Linked DNA regions of Zea mays: regions 1 and 2 are each linked to region 3. Evidence: chromatin contacts called from public Hi-C data. All regions are on one chromosome and are shown on one strand. The core of a region is the stretch at or near the end of the contact, and the rest is flanking DNA. Distances in the headings are between cores, read along the strand shown.

Region 1 (4,017 bases), core at 1,291-3,790, 660 kb before region 3:
CGACAAACAACAGTATTACTGTATGAGTTTGCTATCCTGCAAGTGACCTGGCCCATAGATCATAGGTTAGTTCTTTATTGAACCGCACAATATCCTCACTTGTAAAGAAAAGACAAATCCTATGAGTTACTTGGCACTATTATATGACATTTTGATGTGCATTAATCAGAAATTTAGATTACCACTAAACCAGTCTTCATTCAAAAATGGGAAATTAAGAAGATAGAAAAAGAACATTGTAGGATACTATTACCTTTAGTAATTAGTACTTTGATTGGCTTCTTCGAGGCACCTACAAATTCTAATACATACATAAACATATACATGTAAGTCTATAGTAAATTTGGATAGAAGTAATGCCATTCTCAGACAAAGAATGATTTTTTAGAAAAGGCATTCGACCACTGATTCGAGCATTATGTTTTACCCATGCACAGGTTTGTTTAGTTTGGATAGTGCTTGCTACATCTTATGGAGATAATCTTCTATGTAAGTTATGGCCTTTACAGATGTAGGTCTATGAAATCTCCTAAATTTAGACCACTAAACAATCTAATTGTTGGATTTGCATCAAACATTTATTTATCAAGTTTTACTGATCTAAGCAACTGAAATGACAATGTCTAGAGAACATTAACATCAATACTCAGCCTGGTTCTAGAAAATGAACAACCCAATATACAGATTATTAAAAATGTGAAAAAGGGAAAAATGATAATGAAGTATACTATTAATTGAAATGCAATGAAAATAATTTGAAGTCATATTATGCGATGCTGCAGGCTAGGAGACAACTAATAAGATCCATGTGCATGCATTATGTGTACTAACACATTATGTCTGTGTGTATGGTTATATACATATGCAAATGTTTACACAACAACATACATGGATACGTACATAGTGTTTAATAAAACATAGTGATGGATTCTACTTTTTCTCTGCCCAATTAAGGGGCGCTATGGGAAAAACTATTAAGTTGAGTGCATTGACAAGGACTATAAAAAAGCAGGGTTCATTTTTTGTGGGAAATCATACCTGATCTGGTAAAAGTTGCAACCTGTACAAAAGAGTTTGTGATTCTACGGAACAAATCATATTTGTTGTATCTATGTCCAGGAGGGATTGGAATAACGAGAAAGAAAGGATGTGTATGTACATTAATATGTATGAAGGGACAATATAAATAAACAGAGATCTATAATGGTTAGTATTGCTAACCTGGAGAGGATATTAATACTTGTTATTATAATGACTATTTGCTACAAAGAAATATGAATTCTAGAAAGATGTAGCCATCTGCAATCGACACCAATTGCCCCCCATGTATCAATATTTCTTGTTTTTCATGTCAAAGAATTTATATATGCACTTATGAACTTATAGTTATACCATATGTCAAATATTTAAGTTAAAATATATAACCAAATCTATCATGATAATTTATAAGTTATATATAATGGTTATTATTTTAAATAATTTTGTTATTATCACTAGTATGTTACTCGTTGAGGAAAAAAATTCATGAAAGTTGAAACATGACACATATATTTATGTCTCATAGAGGCATATATGTACATGATAGCATAATATGTATGTTTACTCTAACCAGTTTTTAATATATTAACATTAATAAAAATAGATAATGGGTCCTTTGGGTGACCGACCATCAGCTTACTGAAACAGACGTTTCTTTTGAGACTGGAGCCAAACCCAGTGTAAACTGCTGCTTCTTGTCGGAGTTCATAGCTGCAGTGTTGTTCCCCCATAGGTACCTCTCGCTCTTGGCCTTGGTCAGGTCCATCTCCACCTCAATAGTTTTCTTTCCAATCACCCTAGCAACACGGTATTTGGTGTCAGCAAAGCAGAAATTAACACAACTCAAATTCACTTATAAAACTCACTTGCATCCAAGGTTCCTAAGCTTGTCCTCCATCAAGAGCACCTTCTAGATCTGCAATTAGGTGTCACCGTCAGACCAAATCAAGAGAAGAATTAAAAATGCAAGTAGGGGTGAGCAGGGGATTAGAGATTTGCACGTTGCTGGAGCTCTTCTCGAGGAGGCCGGACACGATCGTCCTGTCTGCACATCCCGCCACAACCTAAGATGGAGCCAGGAATAAGGTCACCACTCACCATTTCCTATTGAGTGCTAGATCGAAGCGTCTAGGATCTAAGCGGACAGGGGGCATACCGACCGACCACGTAGAGCCAGGCAAGGCGGGAGAGGGACCCTGCCTGAGGCGAGGGCGAAGGCATCGGAGAAGGAGGGCAGGGCATTAGATCGACGGTTTTCGGGCCGCAAGGTGCTGGGCAGTGCCTACATGGCGGCGGAGATCTCCGATGCTGGACTCTCGCCGCCTCATGTCTGCTCCTAACATCGCGTGGGAAGAAGTCCTTTGAGGCAAGGGAGGGAAGGAGCGGCCACCCAAGCTGGCTGTTAGTGGTGGGCCGCGCGCGCTGGGGGCGGCGGTGGTGCCGTGGTGGTGGACGTGGCAGCAGGGGGCGGGGGTAATGGAGGCGGTGGTGCCCTGATGGTGAACGCGATAGAGGTTAGCGGCGGGTGGTACCGTGGCGGTTAGCGCGGGGTAGCGGCGGCGCAAGGCCTCGACCGTTCGGAGGTCTTTTTTGGAAGAGTCGAGTGCGGATACGTGTGCTGCGATCTATAGTCGTTGTTGTAGGATCCGACGGCTGATAATTAAGATAGTGACGTGGATAGTTTCAACATGTGTCCCAATTTACAGGTTGTTTGACTTTTTCACACCAAATTTGACCAACTTTTCCTATTAAAAATTTAGGAAAGTATAGAAAAAAATTAAACCACAATAAAAATAAATAGTAATTATAAATTTTTTGAATAAAACGAGTAGGTCAAACATGTTATCTAAAAAATCAAATAATCTATAAATTATGGCGGAGGGAGTACTTTGTAAGTATAAAACCAATATACTAATTTGCATAAATACTGCATATAATGCTTGCAACGTATGATAAGTGTTGCTAGGTAACACAAATACTATGGATGACACTTGCAACACATCACAAATGTTGTTAGGTGACATAAATACTACGAATGACCCTTGCAACGCATGACAAATGTTGCCAGGTAATTTGAATATTCTACGGATGACACTTGAACTCATGATAAACGTTGCCAGTTGATTTTCTTGCAACATATAAATATGTGTGTTGCTAGCATCCGTTGCTACCTAATTTCTTGCAACACATAAACCATTTTGTTGCAATGTATGCGTTGCTATAGGGGTGTTTGTGTTGTAGTGATCAAGCTGATGCCTTTAGGGCTTAGAATATGACATTTATTGTCTCACGATTGTGATCAATATAAGCATTCGCTCCCCCTGACGATGACATCTGTCAAAGTCGTTATCCCTCATAACTCAAGCATATTTTTCAAGATATATGTCTCGTTGTTCATCTGGAATAACGAGAATGGATGAGGTTGGGGTGCTATAATTTTCTATCTTACACCATAATTTTTATATAGTTGTGCAAAGCAAGTAACATGTCCTTCTATAGGACTTTAGGGGATAATATAGTTGCAATAGTACATATTCTAAATATGACACATCGCTCCAGGCGTTCATCCATTGCAACATCTATGATGGTGTAACAAAAGTCCATCAAAGATCGTAATCCATTAGTGATTTTTCATCGATCAGATACATCGTTATAGTCTGTCATTCTGGCACAATGGGGATATTTTGCCAATAACACCTAAACCTTATAGGTTTCTGCCATCAGGGCTTTAGAGGATATCGTAATTCAACATCAAGTGGAAAATACCATGAGTAAAACTCGTGGAATGCACATGTGCTTATTCGGTGAACTTCAAGTCCTTTGGTACCTCATCTTATTCCTTTTCGAGTCTGTATGGGTCTTTATCCCTTTATATGAGTTATCAAACTTTAGTGTTCAACATATACTTTGTTTCTTCTGGATAGGTTCCATCTGGGAACGATAATCTCAACTAAGAGATATTCTCCCTACATAGGAGAG
Region 2 (3,916 bases), core at 1,292-3,791, 860 kb before region 3:
CAGCTGCCCAGCTTCCAAATGCGGTGGTTTCGGATGTTCCCAGGATTACGAAACAAGAAAATGACTGAACTTTTGATGAATTTTTAAGACTCGAGAGACCGGAGCCTTATAATCGTTTGATGAATTTTTATAAAATAGAGTCAATGTTGGAGTATGTTTTTGATGTTAGAGACCTATATTTCAAAATAAGACCATGTTTATACTTCTTGTTGGAGATGCTCTTAAACTGGAATTGCATGACTAAATCATATGCAGCTTAGAAATGAACATTGGACTTACAGAGAGCCAGTGAGGACCGCAAAGATCACGTTCATGACCTTGGCTCCGGTGTACCCCTTCTCCAGGATCAGCTTAGCGCCAGACCAAATCCCCAGCGAGTAGCCGCAGAAGAGGAGCAGCATGACCGTGCCCATGCCAAGCCCAGTGGCGAGCCCCTCCCGGACGCTGGACTTGTACGCGCTCTTCAGGGACTTGTTGTACTTCTCCACCGCCCGTTTCTCGCCGGTGAAAGACGCAACCTGCAGCAGGTTTCGTCAGTCATCCGTTGAGAGCGCTTCAGCGTGTGTTGCGGGAATGGAATTGATTCGGCTGTGCGCTCTGCTCACCGTCCTGATGGAACCGATGGTCTGCTCCACCACCACCGACGACTCCGCGTACGCCGCCTGGCCCAGGGACGCCATCTTGGTGACGACGTTGGACATGACCGCGCCGGCCACGACGAGCGGCGGGATGGTCGCCATCATGACCAGGGTCAGCAGCCAGCCCTGCGCGAAGGCGACGATGAAGCCGCCGAAGAAGGTCACCACCAGCTGGATGAACTTGCCGACCTTCTCGCCCATGGCGTCCTGGATCAGCACGGTGTCGCCCGACATCCTGCCCACCACCTCGCCGGTGCTGGTGTACTTGTCGAAGAAGGCGATCTCTTGCCTCAGGATCGTCTTGAGGTACAGGTTCCGTATCCGCGCCGCCTGGCGCTCGCCGGTGATCATCCAGCAGGTCACCTCTGGTCGGACGGAAAACAGCTGAGCAGCCTTAGTCTGCGTGCGTGTGCTCGGTGTCTGACTCTAGTGGGAGTGTTATGTTACCACTGAAGGTGGACTTACGGACGAAGGAAGCGACGGCGGAGGCGATGGCGAGGTAGACGAAATCGAGAGAGACCATGGACACCCGGTTGACGACGTCGTGGATGCTGAGCGCGCCGCCGAAGGCGTCGATGAGGTTGCCGAAGAGCACGGTCATGAAGGGCATCGCGGCGCCGTTGGCCACGGCCCCGAGCGCGCCCAGGAGCATGAGCGCCACGTCGGTGGAGTCGGCGAACGCGAACAGCTTGTGGAACGGCACTCGCGTCGCCGCCGCCTCCGCCGCGCCGGGGGTTTCCCCCGCCGCGCGTCCCTTGGCGTCATTGCCAGGGCTCTGAGCCGAGGGGCCGGACGTGCCTGCCGCCGGCTGCGACGAGGCATTCGCCTCGGCGGGTCTCCAGGACTCCGGCATGGCTGCCGTCGCTGCGTCGAAGATTCGCGCCTCCGCGCTCACGAATCTCTCCCCGCCGCGAGATTGGGCAATGCTGCTAGCTCGGCGCGCCGTGTGCTCTCTGCTCTGCTCGCCCTCGTATGGTTGTTCCTTACCTCCTAGCTCATGCATACCAGCAGCGCCTCACTCACCTGCCAGGGCCCAATAATCGCACACACAATCACATTCAGCAGCAGCGGATTCATCTCAGCGCTTCGCAGCTAGAAAAGAAGACAGCAGTAGAATCCGGGAAGGAAACATAAGAACAGGGAGCCCAGGGCAACAGCAAATCTGAATCTACAATCTCCCTAGCAACCGATGGGAAACACAGGGCATCCATCTCCCACCCGCGCAAGAACATAAAAAAAGAGCGCTGCGCTGTGCAGGTGGGAGGTAGAGTTCGGATGCGAACTTGCGAAGAACTGGTATGGTATGGATGGTTGGAGAAGGAACAAACCGAGCAGAAAAAAAAAAGTTGGCAGCTTTCGCACTTGCCGCCGGACGCGGACGCAGAGGCCAGCAGTCCAGCACCCGCACCACCGGGGAAAGAGAAAAAAGCAAGCTTGTATAGTGATTAAAGGTGGGAGACCGCAGCGGCGCCGCTGCGGTGGTTTTGGTATCCATCGCGGGCGAGCAAGCATATAAAAATGCGCTCGCGGAGGCCAAGGCGAAGGCCACTACTCACCAAGGCAGGCACAGGAATAAGCATCCGTCTCCGTCTCCTCTCTCCTCGTCGCAGTGCTGAGTGCTCCCAGCCCGGCCGGTGGTTGCAATGGCTGGCTGGATGGATGGATGCGGGATATTTATAGATGTCGGGCTTTGCGCTCACAAATCACAGCTGAGCAGATGGCGATCGATTGGAATGAAATCGGGTCGCACGAGAGTCAGCCTGTCTTCTTCTATTACCAGAAATTTAATTATAAATATTTAGGTTTAAATACTGTCAATTTTTTTAATATTTAGGGTTAGTTTGGAACTACATTGTTTTAAGTGATTTTTATTTTTCAAGGAAAGATAAACTAATTTCCCTTAGAAAAATGAATATCCCGTGGTAAATTGAGGCACTTAGAGATACATATTGTTTATATAAATATTTTTTATCCTTTGGAACCGAAGGATCACATGAATGTCAGTCTCACTTTTTTGTGTGACTAAAGCACACCCGGTATATTGGGTTGGCTATAGAGAATAGCCACGCTTTTGGAACCTTTTAGTACGAGCGGTGTCTACCTTTGAATAATGTATGATCATCACCAATAACTGACACTACAATTACAGGGCAATCGTGAGTCAAATATATTAAGATGGTGATTTAGGTCAGCTCGTTAGGCTGTTTTCGGTGGGTCATATAAAATAGGGGCGTAGAACTCTAGATGATATTATTTGATATTGTTTGGAGATTAAAATTTGAAAATAAGGAACGAGTCAGGGAGACGGCCTTCGGTTAATGCTACTAGTAGTTACATTCATAGGGTTCGGCTGGGGACACGCGTGGATGGAAGAACAGAGATACGGCTGCCGGTGGTAATTGCATCCTGTACCATGGCACTGTTCTTGGGTTGATGCCACTAGTAGTACATACATAGGCTAACATAGCCAAGCGCGGGCTAGGCAGTGTGACTGACAGGCTGGACAGCTGACGCACGCTGTGTCGTGATCGTGAGATCACGTGCCTGTGCTGTGCGGCACATGCCATGGATGGAGCCTAAAATCTCTATATCCCATGTCCATTATATCTGCCGGCATACGGTATACTCGTTACAGTACGCTGCTAGACGTTGGCATATGGCGCGCACGCAACAGCCCGAGCTCGGCCGCAGTGTCTGTCTCGGCTCGCTTGTACTTGTAACGCCAGGCAGCAGCCCCAGCCCCAGCCAGGGGTCAACTGGCTCGTCACGACGGCCTGCATGCATTTTGCGAGTTTGCGATGCGTTGCTGGACGCGTTTCCGGAGCCGTGGCGTGTCGGCATGGCCCAATGGCTAGTGCTGGGGTACCACTACCACCGGTGCGCGGCCCCTACTGTCAGTGGGGGAAGCGCGAAGCACGGGCACATGCGATGGCGCGGCTTGTCGGCTTGGGTTTGCGGTTTGCCGGCTTGGCTTGGTTGTTCGGCCGGGGTTGGGGTTGGCGTTTTGCTTGGTGGTCACGCACCCGTGGACCCTTGTCTCTGTCTCCCACTCTCCCTGCGTCCTCCATGCACGCCGCGGTCCCTTTCCCTTCCTTCCACACCAGGGCCAGGCCCAGGGAGGGAGGCGCGCCGGTCAAAGCCCCGGGTTCGGGGTAGCCGCCGCATGACATACGCCACGCCACCAGGGACGGTGGTCCGCCGTGCGCCGCGGTGCGGTGCGGTGCGGTGCGGTGCGTCTCCCCCATCGGGGATTGGCACACACGGCGGCAGGCGGCACA
Region 3 (3,987 bases), core at 997-3,496:
TACTTACACTTAGTAACTGCTAATAAAATTTTAACCAACATATAAAAGCAATGCTCAGCTTCAGCCTTTATTACATTGATTTGCCTTACACTTCACATGAACTCCCACCTTTGGTGAGTTCATGCACATTATTCTCCACAACTTGTTGAGCGATGAACATGTGTGAGCTCACCCTTGCTGTCTCACACCCCCCCACAGGAGAAGAACAGGTGGTCGAAGAGGAGCCGTCTAACACTGAGGCTTTCAACTTGATCTAGGTGGCGTCTCTCAGTCAGCTTTGTGGCGCTAGGGAATAATACATAGTTCTCTTTATTTTATCATTTATTTTTGTAAGGCTTCCGCTATGTAATAATTATATTTATGATATTTATGACATCTATCTCTATGCACTCTGTTACTATATGTGTTGTCTTCTCTGGCGCATATATGAGATGCACCCGTCTTGGTTCCTTAAAGCCCGGGTGTGACAGCTGCTCCCGTGCAGCTGCGAGCAGGTGCTGCACCGTCGGTCTTGTGTGGAATAGGTCCAACATTTGGCACGCGGCTCCAGCCTACCGCTGCTACACGAACTGGTCGGTCTGTGGCGCCACCTGCAACTACGCCATCCGGGTTGATGTTGGACCCCATGGTGATGGTGGTGGAATTGTCGAGGCGGCCATGGACTCTGGCAGGTTGTTCACTGATGTCGCGGTCTGCGAACACGTGCAGGGTCTCCACTAATGACCTCCACTGCGCCCGTGGACGCCTTGCATCGAACACATGTAGGGCAGATTGCTGGGCGGCGGCACGAGTACCCGTAGACTGTTGGGTAGCCGCCGAGAGATGTGCCTCGACGCCGGCGCGGAGGGCGGAGGAGAACTTGTCGCGGTGTTGAGCGGATTCCACCGCTTGGGACTCCGGAGCGCCGACTCGACGCGCCCACTTGGAGTCAATCGTGGTGAAGCGCTTGTCGAGCTCGGAGAGGATCTCACGAGTCTGTTGCTGCAGCGCCCTGGTAAGGTGGGCATCAATCGGTGATGAAGACACCATAGATGAGAGGGCCGAGGAACGTAGGAATTTGATACCAATTGTTAACAACTACACCAACGGAGTGTATTGATTCAACTCGACAGAAGCAATTACAGAGTAATAGAGTTGAGGTAGGAAGATAGCAGAAGAATCGAGGTAGGAGAAGAAACTCTAGAAGGTTTAAGACGACTGGAGGTACATGAGAGTTGTTCGAAGAAGAACATCGCTAGACGCAGGAGGAAGATGAACACTAAGGTAGTGTTTGGTTGAGGAGCCAAGTAGAACGGAGTCGTTCCATCCCTGATTCTAGGAACGGAGTCACTCTGTTCTTTGTTTGGTAATCTGGAACGGAGCGACTCTGTTTTTTGTTTGGTTGCAGAGTGAACAGAACGAAGTGTGACTGTGCGAGCGGGCTGGGAACGGAGCGGCTCCGTCCGGTTGATTTTTTGGAGCGAAATGGTTCCGAATCTGAGGAGAATATTTTCTAATTGGAGTCATTCCGTTCTAGTTACTTTATAACCAAACAACGATAAAATTGGGACAGAACGGCTCCGTTCTACTTTGCTCTTCAACCAAACACTACATAAGATGTTTTGATATTTTCTTTTATGCCCCCTTCGTGGTGCGACTTTGTAGTATTTCCCCTTAAGTATCTAGGCCAGCATGAGCCAGGTACTGGGCCAGCATGAGCCGTTAGACGCTGATGTCCCTAACAAGGTCCAACCGGAACCTTGGCCGTGGCGTCGCTGTCCGAACGCCAGACAGGAGACAGGGGAGATGAAAAAGAGGCGGCGGTGGTGTGGAACTAGAGATGTCCAAACGGGCCGCCCGGCCCGGTCCGGCCCGGGCCCGGTGAAGCCCGGTCCGTTTTGGGCCCGGCCCGCCAGGCACGATTATAAAACCGGGCCGGGCCGGGTAAGCACGCGGCTTAATTTCTTGTCCGAGCCCGGCCCGCAACGGGCCTAAACGGGCCGGGCCGGCCCGTTTAGCACGAAAAAAGCGGGCTATGCGGGCTAAAAACACGTTTTAGTGTAAAAAAAGCGGGCTTAACGGGCTTAGAGCTAAACGGGCCGTGCCGGGCTAGCCCACCGTGCCTAATTTCTTGTCCGAGCCCGGCCCGCTTATTCGTGCCGGGCCGGCCCGGGCCCGCATATAACCAGGCCGTGCCGGGCTCGGATCGGGCCCAAACAGCGGGCTTCGTGCCAGGCTCGCGGGCCTCGTGCTTGCTTATTGGACATTGGAACTGTGGATATGCTGGGGGCAGACAGGCAGAGAGCTCTGCCTCCCCAGGATACTTCGCCCCTCGTTCCACCGCGAGCCCTTCCGCGTTCCGCCTCTGTTCCGCCGCTCGGGACCCGGGAGACGAGAAGTAGTAGCCCCATCCCCAACTGGTCCTAACCCACGGTACCCAATCCTTGACTCGGTTCTCTCCATGAGCTTACTGCCCCATCTCCATTTCTTCAATCATTACTCGCCTTTCCGTTCAAGGGCGTTGCTTGCCTGGATAACCACGGCATCGTTCTACCCGCCGGGCCCGAGCTAAGGTACTTTGTTTCTGAACCCTTCGTTGGTTTCAGGATTTGTCCCAACCCAAGGTTGGTAATCCCTTGGTGCTGGTGTTCCTCTGTGTTTGTTTCGTCTGTAGTCATACGTGCAAACAAAGAGCAGCAAAAGAAGAACAAGTGGGGCGACAGGGACAGGGAGGAGGGGAAGGCAGAGGAAATGGAAGCCTCTTTCTTGAGGAAAGATGGCGGTGATCAAGCCAGTGCGGCGACAATGTCCGGCGAGCACAGGAACAAGGGCCTTGACTGGGATTTGAACGACTGGAGGTGGGACGCCAACCTGTTCCTGGCCACGCCGGCGGCCATCGTGCCGTCCGAGTGCAGCAGCAGGAAGCTGAGTCGAGCTCAGGGGGAGATCGACTTCGGCGTCGTCGTTGACAAGAGGCGGAGGCTCTCGCCAGAGGAGGACGGCAGCGCCGGTTGCAGCAATTCTGGGGTAGCAGATGGAGACAACAATCATGTGGTGCCTGCTCAGAGAGGGCGGAGCAGCGAGGAGGAGACACCCAGGAAAGGTGCCAGTTCGAGCACCACTCCGTCCTGCCAGGTTGACGGCTGCCATGCCGATCTCAGCGGTGCCAGGGACTACCATAAGAGGCACAAGGTGTGTGAAGCACATACCAGGACGACTGTGGTCTGCATCAAGAATGTAGAGCATCGGTTCTGTCAGCAGTGTAGCAGGTAGGTCAACAATTTCGTTGTGAGATTACTATTGCTGGTAATTTTTTTTCTCTCCTGAGGCATCTTTGTATTGGAGAAAGTAAAGAAAGACGGATCCAGTACAAAATCCAAAGCAGCAAAGAAAAGGAAAATAAAACACACCAGGACACATTACCTGGGTGCCACAGGCACACAACACAAATGAATTGCTGATCATTCAACCTTGAGAATTGCTGAACATATTAGTTTTATGCCCCATGATAGGATCCCAGTTCATGCTGATTATTATCTTGAGAAATTCCAAGCTGTTTTTTGTGCTTGGCAAAACTCTAGGTGATGCTGATCATGTACCTTGAGGAATGCTTATGCCCCACACATAATACTAGTTAGTATAATATAAAAGTGCTTTTACTTGGATCGGTGCTATCGGTACAATATCATATGATTATCTCATTTTTTTACCTTGTGCTACTATTAGAATGTCTTTTGTTATGGAAGAAAGATATTCTTTTGAAATAAAAGTATGAATATCTGAATTTGCTTCGATGTTACCAATTCTGTTCTTTTTTTGTTTATGTTTTACTTGTAAAAAATATTCTTTCTTGTTTTTCATTCTAGGATTCCATGTAGAGACAGCTATATGTCTCTAGTTCATTCAGAGTTTCTACAGTTAGTCCTTGTTCATTAGCCACAAATGGTTAGTTGAGAAGACCCTAATTTAATGAGGTAGCTTTAGTAGAGGTTTGTGCACTTTTCTTAA

Evidence for each region. A called contact is a pair of places that touch in the nucleus more often than the background predicts.
Region 1: a contact with region 3 is called in a Hi-C map of bundle sheath, with 2.6 times the contacts expected there. The contact joins the enhancer-like site here to the promoter of LOC103650076 in region 3. A contact is called at or near these places in 4 of 25 Hi-C or Micro-C datasets (bundle sheath, ear, leaf mesophyll and 1 more).
Region 2: a contact with region 3 is called in a Hi-C map of bundle sheath, with 2.3 times the contacts expected there. The contact joins the promoter of LOC103650065 here to the promoter of LOC103650076 in region 3. A contact is called at or near these places in 2 of 25 Hi-C or Micro-C datasets (bundle sheath and ear).

The regions. Positions count from the first base shown.
Region 1 is chr3:50,724,676-50,728,692 of Zm-B73-REFERENCE-NAM-5.0, forward strand. It overlaps the pseudogene LOC103650069. Among protein-coding and RNA genes, the nearest start is that of LOC109944812, 61 kb to the right of the region's middle. Within about 2 kb of position 2,541, at least 18 of the 20 cell types and tissues checked have an H3K27ac peak or open chromatin away from gene starts, as enhancers often do. A contact at or near this core is called in bundle sheath, ear, leaf mesophyll and 1 more, where this site is marked.
Region 2 is chr3:50,522,696-50,526,611 of Zm-B73-REFERENCE-NAM-5.0, forward strand. It overlaps LOC103650065 (ABC transporter B family member 21), which reads right to left and starts at 2,542. Exons shown (of 11, transcript XM_020550206.3): 1 at 2,195-2,542; 2 at 1,104-1,730; 3 at 606-1,003; 4 at 280-518. The coding sequence starts at 1,641.
Region 3 is chr3:51,384,156-51,388,142 of Zm-B73-REFERENCE-NAM-5.0, forward strand. It overlaps LOC103650076 (squamosa promoter-binding-like protein 1), which reads left to right and starts at 2,247. Exons shown (of 13, transcript XM_020550207.2): 1 at 2,247-2,412; 2 at 2,497-2,552; 3 at 2,654-3,248. The coding sequence starts at 2,731.